Regions from separate parts of the Sus scrofa genome. Here regions 2, 3, 4 and 5 are each linked to region 1. A link is a contact called in public HiChIP or PLAC-seq and promoter capture Hi-C data. All regions are on one chromosome and are shown on one strand. The core of a region is the stretch at or near the end of the contact, and the rest is flanking DNA. Distances in the headings are between cores, read along the strand shown.

Region 1 (2,521 bases), core at 12-2,511:
CCAGGAACTTCCCCCCCAAAAAAATTATTCATGACACTTGTTAAAGAGTAGTAAGGCATACTTTAAGTAGCGGGGTGGAACCATGGAGTAGGTAGAGACCACTGCAGCAGAGTGTTGCAGTGGTGGACAGATTGAGCTCAACTCCGACCCCAACAAAGACAATGGTAATTTATCAGCCCAGAAACAGAGTAGTGGTAGAGGTCAGTGGGTGGAAAAGTACAGCCTTCGTCAATTTGGGCTGCTATAATAAAACACTTCAAACTGAGTAGTTTATAGACAAATTTCTCACAGTTCTGGAGACTGGGTTGCTAAGTGCCCTCTTGTCACAGACTTCTCACCTGGAGGATTGGGCTAGGGAGCTCTATGAGATCTATAAAACCACTAATCCTAATCCCGTGTGCTCCTCATGACCTAATCACTTACCGAAGGCCCCACTTAATCTTTGCAGGTTAGGATTTTAACATATAAATTTTGGAGGGATATGATCATAGCAGTTACCAATAAGAAACATCAGGAATAAGGGGGATTCTTAGTAGACCAACTCAAAAGAATTTTTGCTGGAGGCAGACCAAGGTGCTAAAATATCAAAGGTGGTCAGATACCAAGGGTGTTCGATTTTTCAACAAACTGATTTACAGGGATCCTTGCTCAAAACTGAATTGTACAGGGACACAGAGAGAAGCCCAAAGATGAGCCTAACCCCCGGGGGCAGACTTAGCCTGACTAAATTTTTGGCTGAAGGAGTCTTTGTCCATTCTAGATTTTACCAGGTTTTTCTTTACCCTGGCTATACAATGGGATACTTGAAAAAATATCAAAGCCTGGGAGTTCTCCTGCAACAGAGAGGGTTAAGGATCCAGTATTGTCACAGCAGCAGTTCCGGTCACTGCTGTAGCTTAGATTCATTCCCTGGCCCAAGAACTTCCATAAGCCCCAATCACAGAAATAAATAAATAAATAAACAAACAAATAAACCAAAGCCTGCCGCACCACCCAACCCCTACTCCACCCCACAGGTGATTCTAGTTCACTCGGTCCCGGCTGAGATCAGGCTTTAGTTTTCTTTTTCTGGTTTTCCCAAGAGGTTCCACCCGGGTGTCAGGCAGAGAATCGAGGCCTTAGCCAAAGGTGGGGGCACAAATGCACCTCCCTTCCACAGGGTGTTAAAGCTGCGCGAAGGTTCTCTGGGTTCCAGCACAAGGCAGTGCTCTTAACCCGGCACCACCCGAAGGGGCGGGGCGCCAGCCGCAGAGGGCGGGTCCACAGCCAAAGCCTCGCCGCTTCCCTCGCGGGAAAGCACTGCGCGTGACTCGTTGCGCCTATTGCAGCGGGAGCAGGGGCGGTGGGTGAGCCCTCGCGGGCCCAGCGGACCGAACCACGGGTCGTCCGGAGGGGCGGCATGAGGGAGACTCGGGTTGGACCATCAGCGCCACAGCTGCAGGGGGTAGCGGGCGTTACCAAGCTGTCTAGAGAGGCGGGGGACGTCTGCTTGTCCCGGCTGCAACGCGACCCCTGGAGTGCTCGAGACTACGTCGCCGCCTTCGCCGTGGGAGCACAGTGAGGCGAGAAATCAGGTAGGACGCTGAGGCGAGAAACCTGGGGGCGGGCGGAGTCCCGGAGACCCACTGCCTTCCCGTTGCAAACGATCCTTTAGGAGAAAGGCCCACCTATCCAGCCCTTAGCGCCCCCGCCCGGACGCTCAGCCTTTCCCCCTGGTTCCCTCAGGCCCACCCTCCCTCGCATCTTCTCCGACCCCCTCGAGCAAGCTCCATCTTCAGCCTGCCCTGACACTTCAGCTCCGCCGTACACTGAACCCTCAGACACCCAGGACCAACCATCCTTTCAGGCGTCTCCCCAGCTCCAAGCCAACCGTCTCTCAAACTGCCCTTCGGAGACACCCCCTCAGTTGACTCGTGCCCAGTAGTCATCGTTGTACTGCATCTCCTGTGACCGCCCTGCGGTAGCGCGGTAGCCCAGCACCCAGCCCGGGTCCTTTGCACCCTCCGCCCTTTTGGCCCCTGGTTGCCAAGCTGGTATCTGCATCCAGTTTTACCTTGAGAAAACCTTTGGCCTGGCAGTTTTGCCAGCCCCCTGCCACCACTCTTAACCTGCTGCAAAGGGCGCTGTCATCCCGTTGCCCAGGGCTGGCTTGGGCTTGCCAAGCTGGCCCTGAGGACATCAGGGGACAGCTCTGAAGGCAAGAACCATTCACTGTTCATTTTTATCTACAACGCCCAGCACAGTGCCTGGCACATGGTAGCATTCAGTAAATGTATGATGGGTGGGTGAATGAGCCCAATGCAGAGACTGTGAGGCAGAGTGCTTTAGAGGGGAAAATATCACTACCTACTTGACGGGGGGCGGGGGGGGGGCAATCTGGAGGGCTACTTGCACTCATTGGGAGCATAGAACTGAATATATGCAGTTTTCAATTCATGCGTCTGATTTCTTTTATATAGGAGCCTCTACATATCAGCGGTTTTCCCTTTATGTTCTGTTTACCAAAGTCATGACCCGGGAA
Region 2 (2,521 bases), core at 14-2,513, 380 kb before region 1:
GTTGTTGAGTTCCAATCGGGTGAGCAGGAAGCCACTGGTGAAGAGAGCAATGCCGGCATAGAAGAGGAAGCTGACCCAGGCCAGGAAGAGCAGTACTGAGATCTTCTGCATCCTGGTGGTGGCGGGGGAGGGAATTCATAACTGTAAAGCAAAGAACCAGTGGATTTTCTAGTCTCTCAATACAAAGCCCAGCTAGGATCACTTCCTCTTGGAAGTCTTCCTCAAGATAAACACTCCCATAGCCAACCCAGTGCAATGTTCCTCTCCACCAGTTATACCAGAGTTTCTGAAGGTGAGGTGCGCAGACTATGGGCATCGACCTGGAGCGGCTGTTTTAAAATGCTGATTTCCAGGCGCCACCCCAGATCCCCTGAATCAGGATCTTCGGCAATGCAGCACAGGCATTTGCACATGTGCTCCAGGAGATCCTAATGATGGAAAACACAGTCCACGAGAGAAACTTATTCCAAGTGGTAGACTGCTTTCTGACAGCCCGTTTCTCCGCCTCTCTCCTCGCCAATTTCAACACCCCTGGGGTGGTCAAAGCTCGCAGTCGCAGGGGGAATCCCGGCCAGGCTCACGGCGCCGCCTGGCGGGGCTCGAGGGAACGAAAGGAAGGAGTCCTACTCCGCTTCCGGACTGCCAGGATCGCCAAGAGACCAGAAGCGCGAGCTCTCCGGCGCAGCAGAGCAGAGGCGCGAGGTTCTGAGGCGTTTGGGCCTCGCCGGGACCAATCGTCCAGATGGCTCTACCTCCTCCGATGGCCACCCGGCCTCCGCCTAGGCACCCAGACCCGGGTACTAGACCTGCCAGACTGCGACCTCTGTGAGCGGGGTGGGAGGGTTCTTTACTAAGGGGAAAAGGCAGCTTAAGGGGGTTTGGGGAGACCCTGGCTCACCTTAAACGGCGCCCGGAAGTGCAGCGGCGGCGCCGGCGGCCTGGCACCACAGAGGTGCGTGCGCTGGATAGAGCAGCCCGCGAGGGATGCCCATCGCCACCTGCTGGCGCCTCCGAGGAAGTTCGGCAAGGAACGCAGGGCTGGCCAGAGAAGGAATCGGTGGGAGATTATGGTAATTTAGCATTGGGGGCAAGGCACTAAGCTAAAAAGTTCTGGGAACCACTGTCCATTCTTGGTTAAGACTAAGATCTGTGCTTCTGGAACCAAACTTAGCTTAAGTCCTAGCTCTGCCACTCATTGTCATTACTGGGCATTACCTCATCTATAAAATAAGGACAGTATTTATTACCCCCTTTTTGCCAAGCTGACTCCAACTGATGCGTTTTTATTCATTCTCTGCTAGTCTTTCACTAATTTTTTTTTGCCTTTTTTTTTTTTTTTTTTTTTTTTTTTTGCCTTTTCTAGTGCCGCTCCCGAGGCATATGGAGGTTCCCAGGCTAGGGGTCTAATTGGAGCTGTAGCTGCTGGCCTACACCAGAGCCACAACAACGCGGGATCCGAGCCGCGTCTGCAACCTACACCACAGCTCACGGCAACGCCAGATCCTTAACCCACTGAACAAGGCCAGGGCTCGGACCCGCAACCTCATGGTTCCAAGTTGGATTCCTTAACCACTGCACCACTACGGGAACTCCAAGTCTTTCACTAATTCTTACAACGCAATAATAAAAAGACAGTCCAATTTTAAAATCAGCAAAGATATGAAGGACATTTCTCCACAAAAGATAGATGCATGACCAATAAACACATAAGAAGATGCTCAACATCATCAGCCATCAGGGGAATGCTGGAGATACCACCTCAGACCCACGAGGATGGCTGTAATAAAAAAGGTGAATAACAAGTATTGGCGTAGGTGTGAAGAAATGTGAACCCTCATACACTGCTGTTAGAATTGTAAAATGCAACTTTGGAAAACAGTCCAGCAAGTTCTTCAGAAGGTTAATCATAGAGTTACCATATGACCCAGCAATTCCACTCATAGGTATTATACCCAAGAGAAATGAAAAACATGTGTTCACACAAAAAATTGCACACTCGAGGGTTCATGGTAGCATTATCATAATAGCCAAAAGGTAGAAACAACACAAATGCCCTTCATTGATGAATGGATGAACAAAATATGCTATATCTATACAATAGAATAGTGTTTGGCAAAAAAAAAAAAAAAGATGAGTATTGCTACATGCTACTACATGAATAAAACTTAAAAAACACGCTAAGGGAGTTCCCATCGTGGCGCAGTGGTTAATGAATCCGACTGGGAACCATGAGGTTGCGGGTTCGGTCCCTGCCCTTGCTCAGTGGGTTGAGGATCCGGCGTTGCTGTGAGCCATGGTGTAGGTTGCAGACACAGCTCGGATCCCGCGTCGCTGTGGCTCTGGCATAGGCCAGTGGCTACAGCTCCGATTCGACCTCTAGCCTGGGAACCTCCATATGCCGCGGGAGCGGCCCAAAGAAATAGAAAAAAAAAACAAAAACAAAAAAACACGCTAAGTAAAAAAGGCAATAAATAACAAAATAGCACATATTATTCCATTTACAGTAAATCTACAAAGTAAA
Region 3 (2,521 bases), core at 8-2,507, 350 kb before region 1:
GCTCTACCCCAAACCAATTAAATCCAAATTTTGGGGTGGAGGAGGTGTTGGATCTATACATCATGCTATGTGAATTCCTGTTTTCTGCTCTGGTCTTTTTCTCTTCCTTGCCTGTATGTACCTCATTTTGCCAGAAGTGTTCAGTTTAAAATGATTACCTTTTTTCCATCCTTCATTCAGTAAATATTTACAGACTGATTACTAAGTATTAGGCGCTATTATAGACAGTGGAGAGCATGAAAAAAGGCCTAGATAAGAACCGAGGTCTCCAGCTATTTTACTTTATGCTGTCTTTCTTTTTTTTTTTTCTTTATGCTGTAGTCACTAATTAAAATTTTGGTATGCCTTTTTTGTTTTGTTTTTTAAAGGAGGATGAGATATTTGTTTAAAATTTATTACTGTTATTTAAAAAATTAATTAATGCCCTTTTTTTTTTTGGCCGCACTTGAGGCATGTAGAAGTTCCCGGGCCAGGGATTGAATCCACGCTGCAGTTGCAGCCTGCGTCACAGCTGCCCAACCAGATCCTTGATCCCCTGCACCACAAGGAAACTTCCCATAGCCTATTCTTTATTGAAATATAATTGACATATAACATTATATTAGTTTCAGGTGATTTGATATTTGTATACACAGCAAAATGATCACTCCAGTAAGTCTAGTTAACATCCATCACCATACTAATTTACAAAAGTTTTTTTTCCTTGTTAAAGTCCATTTTAAAAATTTATTTATTTAAAATTTATTTATTTTGGCTCTGCCAGTGGCATGTGGAAGTTCCCGGGCCAGGGATAGAACTTGTGCCAGAGCAGCCACCCCAGCCACAGCAGTGGCACCGCTGGATCCTTAACCTGCTGAGCTGTAAGGGAACTCCTAAAGTCCACTTTTTAATTGATGTATAGTTGATTTACAATGCTATTAGTGTCAGGTGTACTGCAAAGTGCGTCACTACCTTGTTAAATTATTACGGTAAGAATTCCGTCAGCTCCCTTAATGAAGTCTGACAGAAATTCTTCAATGAAATCAATCTGTCCTTGGGTGGGTGGAAGCCCCGCCCACGTGGGAGGAGCAGAAGGCTTCAATTCCCACCTCACACAGGTGAGGAGGAAGCCCTCCCCTCTCTGTCTTCAAGTCTCATTAGTGGGAGGAGGTGTTTTCATTCTTTCACTAAGGAAAGCGGAAGAGGACTCCGCCTCCTACGTGCCAGTGTGGGGGGGCGGGGTCGGCGGACTGGGCGTGAGTTGATTGGCTGGGAGGCGGGGCGCCACAGGTTGGCTCTGTCCAGGCGCTTGCTTGGATGCCGGGTGGAGTGAGGGGAGGGAGTCCGGGTCAGTCTTGCTTCCTAGCGATGGCGCCGCGTTGCCGCGCCCAGTACCCGGCTTGGTTGTTGGTATTCACTGCTATCAGGAGCCAGCTCCGATGGTGAAAATTGGAGCGGGTCCAAAGGAGTGGTGGGAAGCTGCCTGCGACGGGACCATGAGGAGCGGCGAGACCTGTGGGGCCAAGAGCGGGAACAGCTGCGGCACCTGCTGAGAGGAAAGAGGGAACGGCCGGGTGCGGCGGCGCGGCTGGGGCGCGGTGGAGGCTCGCCGGCGCCTCGGCCATGTCGCTGCTCTGCGTGCGCGGTGAGTGCGCGGACTGAGGGGAGGGGGCGGAGGGCGCTGAGGAGTCTCCACGAGCTTCCAGTGGGCGTCGGGTTACTGCCTTTTCTAAACTTCACTTCGCGTCGGTGCCTCAGGGAAGCATTGTGTTAACTCATTTGTGAACACCTGGAGAATACTTTCTACTCTCTCTTGTTTTCCTCACGCGCTGAGACTGTTACCTCTCCATTCCGGTGGCCAGGTGACAGGGTTGTTGGCTGGCAGGCCCAGATCTTATTAAATGGTGTTTAGTTCTCTCCTTTGGCGAGAGTGGTCGAGCTAAGGACCGCGGATAGTCGGTGTCTATTCTTAGCGGGCAACCGTGTTTTACTTTCTTTCTTCCCCCTGCTCCGTAAAATCACAGTCGGCTTAGTAGCAGGTTCTTTTTATTAGGCTTTGAACGCCCAGTGGTACAGCTGTCACATCCCTCCTTCCAGTCTGTTTCTTGGCTTGCACCCCTCTATTGCTTCTCTTTGTCCCCTGCTCCTTCCCTGTAGTCTCGGCTAAGACTATTCTCATATTCGATTTGGAAAGGTGTGTCAGCTTCTCTCCTTTCCGAGCAGAGCATAAGAAGTATGATTTAATTATTTACTTCTATCAGAGTAACTAAGGTGAAGGCCTTTACTGGTTTTTCACTGAGGACGCTTGACCCACCTAAGAAGATAATTTAAGGCAAGAGCTTTGGGGTTTAAGGTGAGGCAAGGTGCATGGACTAAGTTCCATGAGGATAGATACTGCTTCTTAATGGTTTTTGTATTTCTGGCACCTAATATAGTAGGAGCTCAATGCTAGTTCTGAATGAGTGCAGAGACTGTGATTTTAGAGATTATCTGATCAGAAAAAGCAGGGTTTGGCTTACCCATTGCATTTGATCTTGGGGAA
Region 4 (2,521 bases), core at 14-2,513, 290 kb after region 1:
ATAGTACATTTTTTTCTTTCTCTCTTTCTTTCTTCCTTCCTTCCTTCCTTTCTTTCTTTCTTTTCTTTCTTTCTTTCTCCTTCCTTCCTTCCTTCTTTTCCTTTTTGCATTTTAGGGCTGCACCTGTGGCATATGGAGGCTCCCAGCCTAGGGGTCAAATAGGAGCTACAGCCATAGCAATGCCAGATCCGAAACTCGTCTATGGCCTACATCACAGCTCACTGCAAGGCCAGATCCCGGATCCACTGAGCAAGGGCAGGGATCGAAGCCGCATCACCATGGATACTAGTTGGATTTGTTGCTGCTGTGCTACAGAAGCTGCATCCTCATGGATACTAGTTGGATATGTTGCTGCTGTGCTACAACGGAACTCCACATTTATTATTTCTTAAACTCATCAAGGCCTTTCCAAAGGGGAAGTTTGGGTCAGGAGGTAGGATGATGGGGAGGAAGATGGCCAGATATTTAGCAAGAGAAAAATGGGCCAGAGGGTGAAGAACCAAAGGATGGGAGGAGAGGGAAGGAAAAAGAAGGGGAGGAAGGAACTGAGTGGAGAAACGTGGGGGCGGGGGGGGGATAAGGATGAAACACAGGAAATGGGAGGGGGTTGGACTGAGGTGGGAAGAGACAGACAGTATTAGAAGGGAATGAGAGTTTGGAGGAGGGGCCGTTTGAGAGACTACATACCTCTGGGCTTTGTTTCAGCTGTTACAAATCCTTAGATCAGGATCTTGTCTGAAGCTGGGAAAAGAAAATGTTGGCCCCAAGGGAGAGGAGGCACTTGATTGTAGATGAGCCCTGGCTGCGGGTGCTGTGTGGTGAGAGGCCTTGCCTGCAAGTTACGACTTTGGGAGGGAACTTGGACACCTGCGGAAATTCGCAAAGGAGCTGTGGCCAGTTCTGAAGGGTGGGAGGAGGTGGGTCGAGGTGGGTCCAGGCCAGAGGAGGGAGGGTCTTGACTGAAGCCTGTGGAACCCAGGCTGGGGAGTAGTGCATCCGTCACCGTGGCAACCGGAACGCCCAGTAGTCTCCGTGGCAACAGCAGTCTGGCCACCTCACGGGTGGGCGAGGTCTCCTGAGGGGACTGCATTGGATCCAGAGGAGAGAAACCTAGAGGGATCACTTCTTTTAAGAGGGATTCGAGGGATCTCTGTGAGTGTTTTTTCGGGATCTTTTGAGAGTCTCTGGGGAGGGCCTGCAGATATCTCTGGGGAGGTCCGTGGGTGTCTGGGTTTGTGAGGGTTCCTAGAGATGTCTGTAGGATGGTCAGTGGAGGTTATGAAGATCCGATGGGGGCTTCTGGGTTCTTCGGTTGGGGTGAGAAAGAGACTCCGGTAGCTGGGGCTGGGGCGGAGTCTGTGTTCGAACCCAGCAGGGACAAGTTAGAGACCAATGGAGTAGAGCCAGGGGCGGGCTTTAGTAAGAAGGACCAATAGAACTAACCGGGGGGCGGAGCGTCATATGACGTCAGGCAGAGGCCGCCGCCGCGGGGCCTGGTTTTCGCCGGTCCAGCGCAGCCCGGAGTCGCCCAGGCCTGAACTCCTACCCAGGTCCCCGGCCCGGCCCCAGCCGGCCCGACCCCGGCCCCGGGCCCGCGAGGACGCCGCAGGCCATCCCTCCGGGGGTGGGAGCGGAGCCGCGGGTCAGCTCTGCGAGCGCCCGCGCTGGCCTGTCCGGCCCCGCCCCCGCCCCGGGCCATGGCCCAGCCCTTGTCCCGGCCCCTGGTCCCATCCCGGTCCGGTCCTTGGCCCCCGACCCCGCCCTCTCCCCACTTCCCAAATCGGTTCCAGCTCCGGCCTGGGTCCCAGCGAATGCCCAGATCCGGGTCCCAGCTCAGGCCCCCACTCCAGTCCCAGTCCCAGTCCCAGTCCCAATCCCAATCCCAGTCCCTGGCCTGGCTCCCGTCCCAGCCCCTGCACCTGTTTCACCTCCTTTCCCAAATCCCAGCCCAGCCCCTGTCCCAACCCCATTCTCAGTATTTACTGAAGGCGGGGGCCCAATCCCTGCCCTTGGTCCAGTCCCCATCACAGCCCCTCCTTCCACCACATCGCTTACCCTTATACAAGCTCCAGTGCCCAGCCCAGCCCAACTCTTTACCCCAGTCTTTGTCCTCATCTCTGTGTTTACCAAAGTCTCTCCCACTACCTACCACTCTCTCTCATACCCTACCCTTCTCCCAGCCTCGACTCAGGTCTGGGCTCCAGCTGCCATCAGCCTTACTGCTGCTGTTGCTGTTGTCTGTCCTTGGCCCAGGGGCTGGTGAGTGCAGAAGCAGGAAAGACTGAAGCAGGGATGGGGTTTTGGCAGGGAGGGGCTGACTAGAGGGATTCAGGAGAGGTGGGTCCTGGGCACCTAGATCATTGGGGAAGAAGCAGAGAGAAATAGGAAGGAGAGAAGTCTTATGTAACTGAGAGGAATGGTGAGGGTCGAAAGAGTGGTAACTGTGGGCTCGAGGCTCAGCAGGTGGCTTAGAGTCCTGAGGCCAGAGATTCCAAGGTTTTCCTTCTTGGGGTCCATCCTG
Region 5 (2,521 bases), core at 10-2,509, 270 kb after region 1:
AACTGGTGCCAGGACCAGGACTAGAGCTGGAGCCAGGAACAGGGCCAGAGCTGGAGCCAGGAACAGGGTCAGAGCTGGAGCCAGGAACAGGGCCTTGGCTAGAGATAGGATCATTTGCAGTGTAGGAATTTCGAGCAATATGGGAGACCTGGACAGGCTCAAAGCCAAGTCTCCCATGGCCTATCTTGTGGGTAAATCTGGGGGTGGTGTGGTGCGCCGCAGTAAGATTGTCAGAGAAGGGCTCCAGGAGAAGGCTCCGTTCTGAGTAGGGCGCTGGGGTCTGTGTAGATAATGCAGCTGCCTTGGCAGTGGAGGCAGCTGCAGTGGCTGCAGCAGCTGCTGAGGCTGCTGCAGTTGCAGCTGCCAGAGCCGACCTATGACGGCCATCCAAAGAAGGCAAGGGATCTGAAGTGGTCCCTAGTTCTTCGGAGCTAGGCTGTTCGTCTAAAGAGCTGAAAAAAAGTGAAAAAGGCAAAGTCGTCAAAAGGGCAGCGGGGGAAGTCCACTGACCTTCCTTGTCCCCTTATGCCTGCAGCCAGAGCTGCAGATCTCACCGCGATGGCGATAGCTCTGTGGAGTCAGTGGTTTCCATCTTGCGACACTCGCTACTGGGTACTGCGTTGCTATAGAGACGGCAAACCATTCCAGGAGACTGCGCAGAACTAGAGCTGGGCGGACGTGGAGGGCGGGGGTGGGGGTGGGGGTGGGGGTGGGGGTGGGGGTGGAGGCAAGTTCTCTGCGGGGCGGAAGTCTTGAATCTGGTGCACTCTGGGAAGTGCGCTTTCCATCCGGCCTGGCTGCTAAGATTCGCCGGCCTAAGGTCTCGCCCTTCATACCCGCGCAGGACTTTTGGAGGCTTTCTAAAGTGGTTCTTTGTGTTGAATACAGGCACAGTGCTGTGGAATCAGACAAAAGCCTACTTGATGTGTTTCTACAAGGGACAATGGTAGCTTCCCCTAATTTCATTCTCAAAAGTGGGGCATCTTTTTAAAATTTTTAAGGTGGAAAATACATCAGACAACAGCTTAAACAGAATGGTGAGACATGGGGCAGCAGATGTTTTGAGTGTGATAACTTCTCCAATGAAAGGCCCTCACCTTGACCCTCCTCCTTCCAGACCCCCTTATAACTTGGCTTGGTATCTGAATTGAGCAAGTCTTGGGATACTGGCTTTACTTATTCAGGCACATTCTTAGAACTGCTGCTTTTCTAGAAGTTTAACCCAGGTGGACCATGAGTCATGAACTCATAGATACACAGGCAAGTGCTCCTTTGACTGCATCATGGGCTTCCTTAGTGTTTCAGACCATAGTCAAGGGGGATCAAAGTCTTGAATCAGTTTTCTTTTCTATTTGAGGTATAAATCTTTATATATTTAAGACAGGGATCCAGAATTGAGGGAGAACAAGTTTATTGGCATCATTGGGTCCTGTTATTTCCCTACCCCGTCCAAGCATCCAAGTCTGGGGTCCTTGGTCCTTTGGTAGGTTCAACCTGGAGGCCACTGGAGCTGTCTGCCCCCAAGTACATGAATGTGCAGGTGATACACAGACTGTGCACCCAGCTTCCCATCGTTGATCACTGAAATGGTGCGTCGGGTTAGGGGGTTAAGATGGTCAAAGAATGAAGATCATATTGAGAGGTTAGATCAATTGATGGTGAGGGGCTCAAGGGCCAAATGTCACTCACCAAGTCGGTATCCATCTCCCAGTCCTTCAGCCTTTGCTGTCTTCTTTGCCACAAGGAGAAGGTGTCCTAAAAGCTACAGGGAAAGGGGAGGGAGACAGGTGGCTTCATTTACAGGGAACAAAACCTTTCCCTCAGCCAAACCCTGGCCCTGTTCTTCCCACCTGCTGGTCTTCTTCTTCAGCCTGGCTAATCCGGGGAATGGGCTTCTTAGGAATGACCAGGAAGTGCACAGGAGCCTGAGGGGCCACATCACGGAATACAAGACACTGGGAGCAGTGAACATGCCAGAGGCCACCATGTTAGTTCAACAAACTGGATGGTATTTATGAAATTCTTAAGGGGATGGGTCCTAAGGGTACCCCACCTGCTGGTCCTCATATAGAATGTCAGCTGGGAGGCTTCGATCCAGGATCCGGGAGAAGATGGTTGGGGCTGCTCCCCCAGGAGCTGCCCGCTGGGCCTTGGCCACTTCATTCCCATCAGTCACACCTGCAGCTCCTCGGACCTGCAGGTGGGTCAGACACACCCACGGGAGGGAGTTGGCAATACCACTCTCCCATGTAATCAGTTGGGGCTGACAGAGGCTGGGCTTTGAAAGGCATTAATTTCACCCTTCCAAGAACCTATTAGTGGTTCCCAACCAGGGGAAAAGCTCCTCGATTTCAGAGCATCAACAGCAGAGAGCAAGGCCAGATACTGCTGGGCCTAGTTAGGTAACAGGCCGTATTACAATGCAGGATTCAGCAGTGCAGTCGACTACTGCTCCTAAAGTGTTGAGGAAATCTAGCGCTGTTTCAAGGGAAAGGATCCAGAATGAAAACCTGGAGGTTTA

Evidence for each region. Promoter capture Hi-C pulls out the DNA fragments that hold promoters and counts their contacts. HiChIP or PLAC-seq counts read pairs in DNA pulled down with a chosen protein or histone mark.
Region 2: a contact with region 1 is called in an H3K27ac HiChIP or PLAC-seq map of alveolar macrophages. The contact joins the promoter of PIGO here to the promoter of RUSC2 in region 1. A contact is called at or near these places in 1 of 5 promoter capture datasets (liver), 1 of 47 Hi-C or Micro-C datasets (embryonic fibroblasts) and 1 of 2 datasets of contacts at active chromatin or transcription factors (alveolar macrophages).
Region 3: a contact with region 1 is called in a promoter capture Hi-C map of fetal liver, with 2.7 times the contacts expected there. The contact joins the promoter of UNC13B here to the promoter of RUSC2 in region 1. A contact is called at or near these places in 2 of 5 promoter capture datasets (fetal liver and liver), 22 of 47 Hi-C or Micro-C datasets (alveolar macrophages, brain, embryonic fibroblasts and 13 more) and 2 of 2 datasets of contacts at active chromatin or transcription factors (alveolar macrophages and skeletal muscle).
Region 4: a contact with region 1 is called in an H3K27ac HiChIP or PLAC-seq map of alveolar macrophages. The contact joins the promoter of FAM221B here to the promoter of RUSC2 in region 1. A contact is called at or near these places in 1 of 47 Hi-C or Micro-C datasets (embryonic fibroblasts) and 1 of 2 datasets of contacts at active chromatin or transcription factors (alveolar macrophages).
Region 5: an H3K27ac HiChIP or PLAC-seq map of alveolar macrophages shows a contact between it and region 1. The contact joins the promoter of SPAG8 here to the promoter of RUSC2 in region 1. A contact is called at or near these places in 1 of 5 promoter capture datasets (liver), 3 of 47 Hi-C or Micro-C datasets (embryonic fibroblasts, heart right ventricle and liver) and 1 of 2 datasets of contacts at active chromatin or transcription factors (alveolar macrophages).

The regions. Positions count from the first base shown.
Region 1 is chr1:236,264,654-236,267,174 of Sscrofa11.1, forward strand. RUSC2 (iporin) reads left to right here and starts at 1,262. Exons shown (of 12, transcript XM_001927812.5): 1 at 1,262-1,574.
Region 2 is chr1:235,887,075-235,889,595 of Sscrofa11.1, forward strand. It overlaps PIGO (GPI ethanolamine phosphate transferase 3), which reads right to left and starts at 1,264. Exons shown (of 10, transcript XM_021065447.1): 1 at 899-1,264; 2 at 1-141. The coding sequence starts at 111.
Region 3 is chr1:235,917,494-235,920,014 of Sscrofa11.1, forward strand. UNC13B (protein unc-13 homolog B) reads left to right here and starts at 1,258. Exons shown (of 39, transcript XM_021065583.1): 1 at 1,258-1,624. The coding sequence starts at 1,603.
Region 4 is chr1:236,549,737-236,552,257 of Sscrofa11.1, forward strand. FAM221B (protein FAM221B) reads right to left here and starts at 1,264. Exons shown (of 7, transcript XM_021065906.1): 1 at 688-1,264. TMEM8B (transmembrane protein 8B) reads left to right here and starts at 1,023. Exons shown (of 13, transcript XM_021065841.1): 1 at 1,023-1,152.
Region 5 is chr1:236,530,922-236,533,442 of Sscrofa11.1, forward strand. It overlaps SPAG8 (sperm-associated antigen 8), which reads right to left and starts at 1,260. Exons shown (of 7, transcript XM_005660229.3): 1 at 555-1,260; 2 at 1-452. The coding sequence starts at 643. HINT2 (histidine triad nucleotide binding protein 2) reads right to left here. Exons shown (of 5, transcript NM_001244328.1): 2 at 2,054-2,194; 3 at 1,851-1,925; 4 at 1,690-1,762; 5 at 1,395-1,581. The coding sequence ends at 1,490.